Linked DNA regions of Mus musculus: region 1 is linked to region 2. Evidence: chromatin contacts called from public Hi-C data. All regions are on one chromosome and are shown on one strand. Each heading gives the region's core, a stretch centred on a gene start, on an enhancer-like site or on the middle of the called end of the contact. The rest is flanking DNA. Distances are from core to core; before and after follow the strand shown. Region 1 has its middle 100 kb from the start of Gm22284. Region 2 has its middle 190 kb from the start of Gm12159.

The links. A called contact is a pair of places that touch in the nucleus more often than the background predicts.
Region 1: a Hi-C map of uterus shows a contact between it and region 2, with 5 times the contacts expected there. The contact joins two enhancer-like sites. A contact is called at or near these places in 1 of 39 promoter capture datasets (the C10 cell line), 1 of 15 datasets of contacts at CTCF or cohesin (embryonic stem cells), 13 of 484 Hi-C or Micro-C datasets (embryonic fibroblasts, embryonic stem cells, fibroblasts and 4 more) and 1 of 9 other capture datasets (embryonic tail).

Annotation. Positions count from the first base shown.
Region 1 is chr11:45,534,440-45,537,952 of GRCm38.p6, forward strand. No RefSeq gene overlaps it. Among named protein-coding and RNA genes, the nearest start is that of Gm22284, 100 kb to the right of the region's middle. Within about 2 kb of position 1,287, at least 16 of the 459 cell types and tissues checked have an H3K27ac peak or open chromatin away from gene starts, as enhancers often do. A contact at or near this core is called in uterus, where this site is marked.
Region 2 is chr11:45,307,134-45,310,373 of GRCm38.p6, forward strand. No RefSeq gene overlaps it. Among named protein-coding and RNA genes, the nearest start is that of Gm12159, 190 kb to the left of the region's middle. Within about 2 kb of position 1,443, at least 2 of the 459 cell types and tissues checked have an H3K27ac peak or open chromatin away from gene starts, as enhancers often do. A contact at or near this core is called in uterus, where this site is marked.

The DNA.
Region 1 (3,513 bases), core at 37-2,536, 230 kb after region 2:
GCCACCAGCCCACCTACAACCTGGCAGGGGAGGAGGGGACCACGCACTCTCCTCAAGCTCACTCGCGCACAGTGCCTCCCATCCTCTGAATGCACCAAGAGGCAGGAAGGAAGGGGTTCCCATACTGACATTTCCAAGGTCCCAGAACACGACAGAAGGAGGAGAAAGGGATACAGAGGCAGGAGGCACACCACTCTGATATTCAGGGATGCTCTCTGCATCTCCCACCATGAGAAATCTAAGCTCTTAACAAACACTTCATGAAAGCTAATGCTGGACCAGGAAAACTTAACACTGAGAAACTCAGAGCTTCTTCCAGCAGAGAAAAGGATCTCTTCATCCCCATAGCAGACAGGCCTCCTGTCCTAATGTGGTCAGCCCTCCCCTGTATAGTGAGAAGAAGCCCTGTTCTAGCCACCTGGAGAACCACAGCTTCTCTTGAGACTTTTTGGCTCCAGAAGACAAGTCAGTGCTGGTCTTTTCAGGAATGGAGGCTGGTGTTTCCTAGTTCTTAGTAGTAAATGCCACGTTCTAAATAAAGACAATCCCAGATGAAAATGATTTAAACATCCCAGTAAGATACATCCCTCTTCTGTATACCCTTGATGTATACACATACACACATGTGCATGTGCACACACATACACATTTACACACATACACTTAGATACATGTATGCATATGCATATCTACATAGACACATTCATACTTGCATGCACACACACACACACACACACACACACACACACACACACACACACACTTACCATATATGCACACATGCTCATCCATTCTCACTTAGGAATGAGGTTTCTGGAATGCAGAAAACCTGCTTTCCAGGTTTGCCTAAAGTTTCACCCTCAACTTCCACAGATCGCCCAAACCCCCAGCTGATTTGCTCATATTTCCTCGTTTAAATCAACAGTCTGATTTTATCAACAATGCTCTGCGGAGGTTTATTTCTTCAAACAGACTGTGCTCCTCGTTGCTATAAAGTTAATTTTCTGTTCTTTGTTCACTTCCCTAATCTTCAAATTATATCCTCCTGTTCCCTGATTGCTTACTATTGGAAAAACAGCCCTTTTTTTGCTTCCAGTTTGAATATTTCAAGCCTTATCTTGATGACCCTAATCGCTCTCTCCCCTCGATGGCCTCTCAGGGAGGCAGTAAGTAACTAGCAAGGGTGTGGAACATCACAGGAACAGACAGGGCTCTGGGGCCAGGGCCAGGCTTCTGTGAGGACCACATTCTGCTTTCCCCCTTTCCTGTTTCTTGGAGTGTGGGAAGAGGCTGGCTTTGCTGCAGAGAGGATTAGAAATTCTGGGATCTGCTCCATGCTCTCAGAGAGTCTTAGTGGGAAGACAGAACTGAAGCTTGCAGAATCATGGACAAACGCTTCCGAGGTGGAACGACCTCTGCCTACGCTGCAGAAGAGATTTGATTTGATGATGCTGTTGAGAAACGGCCTAAGGAGGCCAGGCGGAGGAAACTTGACACTTGAGACTCAAAAACTCTGGGAATAGGGAAGGAGCAAAATGGAATCAGTCTTCAAACTTTTGAGATTCTTAAAGAAGAGAGGAGGAGACCCAGCTGTAACAAATGCTCAAGAGAAGTCAATCTGTTTGTGACCACATGGGGGGAAAGGAACTGAAGAAAAAAATAAAGAAATTGGTTTTGTGTGTGAGTTATTTATTTTGGTTTGGGTTGGGATGGGTTGGGAGAGAGGGAAGCTTTGATGTTGTTATTGTTGTTGTTGTTGTTGTTGTTGTTGTTGTTGTTGTTGTTTTAATTCTTTTTTTAAAAAATCCTAACCAAGATTATAGTGAGAGAAGTTTGGTCCCAAGATCAGACACCTAAGTTCTAATAACTTCAAGACTGATACACTACTAATGATGGCAAGACCAATAGATGTTCCCCGCACAAACAAACCATTGTTTCCTGATAGAATTTTCCATGTTTAATAATAATAAAGGCTGTGATTGTGTTTGCCAGACACTGTTCAAATACGTCCCCTGCACCTCTGCATTTAACCTTTAAAGTATTATTGTCCCAGTTTCACAGATGAGAAAGCTGAGACCCAGAGCCTGGTCATTTGGTGAGGGTCACAGGTAGCTAGGATTCCAGTGAGATCTATTTGTGCCCTAAGCTCACATTCAAACAGTTATTTCTGAAATGAATGTGTGGCTCACAACTGACGCATCATTCAGCATCCCGGCCTTGCCCTAGGTTTAATCATCACTGCGACTTCCTGTGAGGTGCTGTATTCCATCTACTCAGAATCTCCCTCCCGGCCTTATCTCTAGAACACAGTTTTCCAAGGTCCTTAGGCCATGCCAGGGCATGGCAACTCTTTGTTTAAAGTGTGTGTGTGTGTGGAGGGGGATCATAAACATTTTAGATGCCGCAGATTATATGTCTCTGTTCCGTATTTTTATTTGGTTTTGGCTTTTTCAATACTTTTAAAGATATACAATGTGTTGGCTTTGTTTCCTGCCCCTGGCCTCAAACCCTCAGAGTCAAGTTTGAAATGCCCGTCTCTCCCTATCTAGCCATCCAATCACCAAGCACTCAGATGCCTTTCATAATACCCTTGATATTTTTCATAGTGATTCGACTCCCCCGTCCTTGCCTCTTTTCTCATAGCCCCCCCCCACACACACACACACATACACACACACACACACACACACTTCCCAAACAGCCCACAGGCCACCATGTAATTCATTATCCTCACAGAACACTTTGTACAAAGCATTCCCTTGCTCAAACATCTTCACATCTAAGCCCCTTCCTCTGCACTCATGGGCAGATCCCCCAGAACACACACACTGTTGTCTGGTCCTCATTATCATACGTAGCAGGCCAGCCAACACTGAGTGGGCATGAATAGGAACCGTCGCCCTGTTAAGCGCATACATCAGCTCACTGAGCCTCTCAGCATCACCACAGATAGCTGTGATGATCAACGAGGGGTGCAGGTGAGGTGCTATTCATGTGTATGTGGGGAAGGGGGTACATGTCGGGAACAGAGAACATGTAGGCCAGAAGTCAACCTCAGGGGATGTTTCTCAGGAGCCATCCACCTTGGGTTTGGGGATAAGATCTCTTGGCTTGGTACAGAGAGCAAGGTGGGCTGGCTAACCAGTGATTCCCAAGAATCTGCCAGTCTCTACCTCCCTGTGCTGAGCTAAGTGTGCACTAAGTATCTTCAACACCAGTTGTTTTTTTGTTTGTTTTTTTGTTTTTTGTTTTTTTTTAAGAGCGGTCTGGGAATTGAACGTTGTAGCCTTGCGCTTAGGTACCAAGCATTTGACTGACTGAGCTGTCTCTCAACCCCACAAAATGCAAAGTTTATAGATCACTTACCAAAGGCTCAAAGCAGCAAACAGACATGTGCTAGTTTACATGGTAGCGTGATAAAAAAAAATAATAATAAAATAAAATAAAAAACAAAGAAACCTCAGAACCGAACTGTGGCCACCAGACTCCAAGGACCTGTCCTTTCACCTCCAC
Region 2 (3,240 bases), core at 193-2,692:
ATCATATGTTCGTGTGTTTATGTATGTGCATATGCACTATGTGAGTGTACATTTATGTATAACTGTATGTATGTATCATGCATATGTGCTTATGTGGCTCTGTCTGCATGTAAAGGCTAGCGACTGACACTGATGTCTTTCCTTACTGCACCTCCTCCATCGTTTCTACCTTCTGTTTTGAGACAAGGTTTTATACTTAGAGATAACTTTCATGTAGACCTGTTGGCTAGTGAGCCTCAATATCCTCCTGCCTCAGCTTTCCAGAGCTGGGGTAATGGGCTTACCTGGCTTTGTTATACAGGTGCTGGGGATCCACACTCAGGTCCTCGTTCTTGAAAAAGAAAGTTACTGCGGCAGCATCTCTTCATCCTGGAGAACAGTGTTGCGAATGCACAGGAAGCCTGTCTACCTCATCTCCAGGTCTCTGAATAAGATTTCTCCCCCCCCCACCATTGCCATTTCTATCAGCTTTGAAAGGGGCTGCCTTACAATATTCTCAATGAGGTTACATACAGTGCTTTACAATATTAACTCAATCTGTGGGATTTTATAAAAATGTACCACATTAGAAAATGGCACAAAAATAATAACCCACTGGTTTTCTTTTATAATATCCTACAACTTGACACATCATGGAGTAGTGCAGTTATTAAAATGCAGCCTTGCGCTGGGATGAATGCCACTTATATTTAAAAGGAATGTAATTCTACATGATTTGTGCTCCTTTTTTGTCACAGCAATACAAGAAGTTTTGTGGATTCAGGGACTTTTATCAAGTGGTCGCCTTCCTTCTATGATATTACTTTAAGTGAAGACTGGATGCTTTTAGAACCCTTCTTCCCAGGGGAATTTAAGAAATATAAAATTGGTCATGCTGGCTGCAGGGTTTGGCTAGGAACAAATTCTTAAAGTGGTCATAAAAAAGGAAGAGACATGTTTCCATGAGTTCTTCTCACCCTCCTGGTCATCCTCCTCTGAAAACATCCCATTAAGCTGTCTCACTGTACAAGCAGGAACATACACAGCTAGACTCAAGTTACCAGGAGCACCATGCTCTAGGAAATGAACAATACTATGAGATCAGCACTGAAGGTCATTGTGAGTTCATGGGATCAAAATAAAGTGAGGTGGGCTTTGGATAAGATTGGATCCAGAGGTTCTGTCACACTGTCCATGCATGTCTGTTTATATGACAGTCGTGTCTTCATTTCGAAATGGTTAGAACCTTCACCTTACTATCAACAGTCTTGCTGTCATTCTGTATCTCCCATCCCGGAAGGAAACCACGAATATCTTCAGATCTTCTCCAGCAAAGCAATGCTGTCCTATCACTGAAGGAGGAAAGGCAAGAAGCCCAAGGAAAAGGCCAAGACTCCCCCACTCCAGCTCCCTATTCCCCTACCAGGAAAACAAGAATGGATTCTAAGCAGCAAACCATGTGTGCCTCCTATGCAGCTGTGTTTAGTCCACTGCAAAGAGCAGCATGACCCTGAGCATCTCGTGTTCTAAGAAGCATTGGACAACAGGATGCTCTTCAGTGACAAAAATGCTCTGCCTCTTCGCTGCTACTGCAGCAGTATTTAAGCACATATGACCACTCATCAGGTTGCACTCCATTTTCTTAGGACTTGCATATACTAGCAAGCATTCAATTTCTCAGCCATGTCCCTCCCCCACTCCACTTAGTACTTGACGTATGGGTAGTGCAACTGAAGCATGGGACTTGGGTGGTACCTAAGAAGTAAAGTTAGTTTAGAGAGCCTCATGTTCTAACAGGAGCTGCCATAGTGTATGGGGAAATTCTAAAAACGTAAACCCATCATTCTTTACTATCAATGGGGGGTTGGCTCTAGGACACATACAGACACTAACACTCATAGCTGCTCAAGCCCACTCTATGAAATGGAATGCATTTGCATATAACCTACACACATTTTCTATGGACTTGAGTCCTCTCTAAGTTATTTATACTACCTAATATAAATACTACGAGGAAAGCCATTACTGTATTACCTGGGGAACAATGATAGGGGAAAAGTCTAGTAAATGCATGCAAGTACATTTAACTTTCCTAGAATTTTTAATCCATGGATAGTTGAACCTATGGATATGAAACCTGTATGTATATAGCAACAATTCCACTTCCATTGAAAAAGACAGATCACAATACATGCTTGTTATAGTCATACTGGTGACTTAATAGCAACAAACCCACCATTTTCTTCTATATATGAGGAGCCATTGTGTCCCTTCTTTATAATCTGTAATTATGTTAATATTTGTACTTATTACAAACTGAATTATGAGCATATTTCTACTTATTACATATATTTTGCTTCAGTTTTCATGTTATCCTTTATTCCATCAACCTTTTGTTGGTCTTTATCATATAAGGGGAGCCTGTCCCACCCCACCCCTTCTTTTTTTAATCTGAAGATTACTAGTGGCTTTTAAGAGTTTAGCAAGCATATGTAGAGAGAGTTCATGTGTTTCTTCTTATCTCCCCCTCCAAGAGACAAGAGCCTTTATTAAGTTTCCAAAAGTTGCAATCCGTCAACAGTCATTTGGATTCTTGCATATATTGATAAATCAGGACAGAAACCTAATTTCAGTATAGCCTAATACTGAAAAGTCAACTTCTAGATCAACACTGGTGTTTATACCAAACTCTGTTTCTGTTTTGTTTTGTTTTTTCCATAAAGAATGCAATGAGCCCAATCTAAGACCCAGCCACTGAAATATCAAAATGTACTCAAGCGGGCTTCTTAAACGTGGACTTCTTTCGCAAATCTGCTAATTATCATTCACTCTCTAGGGCCCTCCGGTAGCGGCTTTTCATTTTTGCCAAGGCTTTACTGTTATTAAATGAGAGGGAACTGTTCCTGTTCTGCCGTGCGCAGTATTTATTTAACAAGGGCTATACTAATGAACATTTATAATTGTACTAATTTTTTTTTTGCCAGTGCAATAAACATCCTAATTTATGTTTCTTTGATCACCCAAGCAAGTAAATAATGGGAGCTGGAGGTGTGAATTACAGAGTTTGCCCGTTAAAGCTGTGAAATGTGTGGCCAGAAGTCTAGAAACAAACACCATTACCATAAAATATATCATCATATCAATAAGCCATTTAGAGTAAATTAATGTATATAATAAATGTCCATAATGTATCAAATGCCCTCAGGCAGTATAGCCCATTTGACAATTAATTTGCTTTCTAAGACACTAATTTGTTTTCCA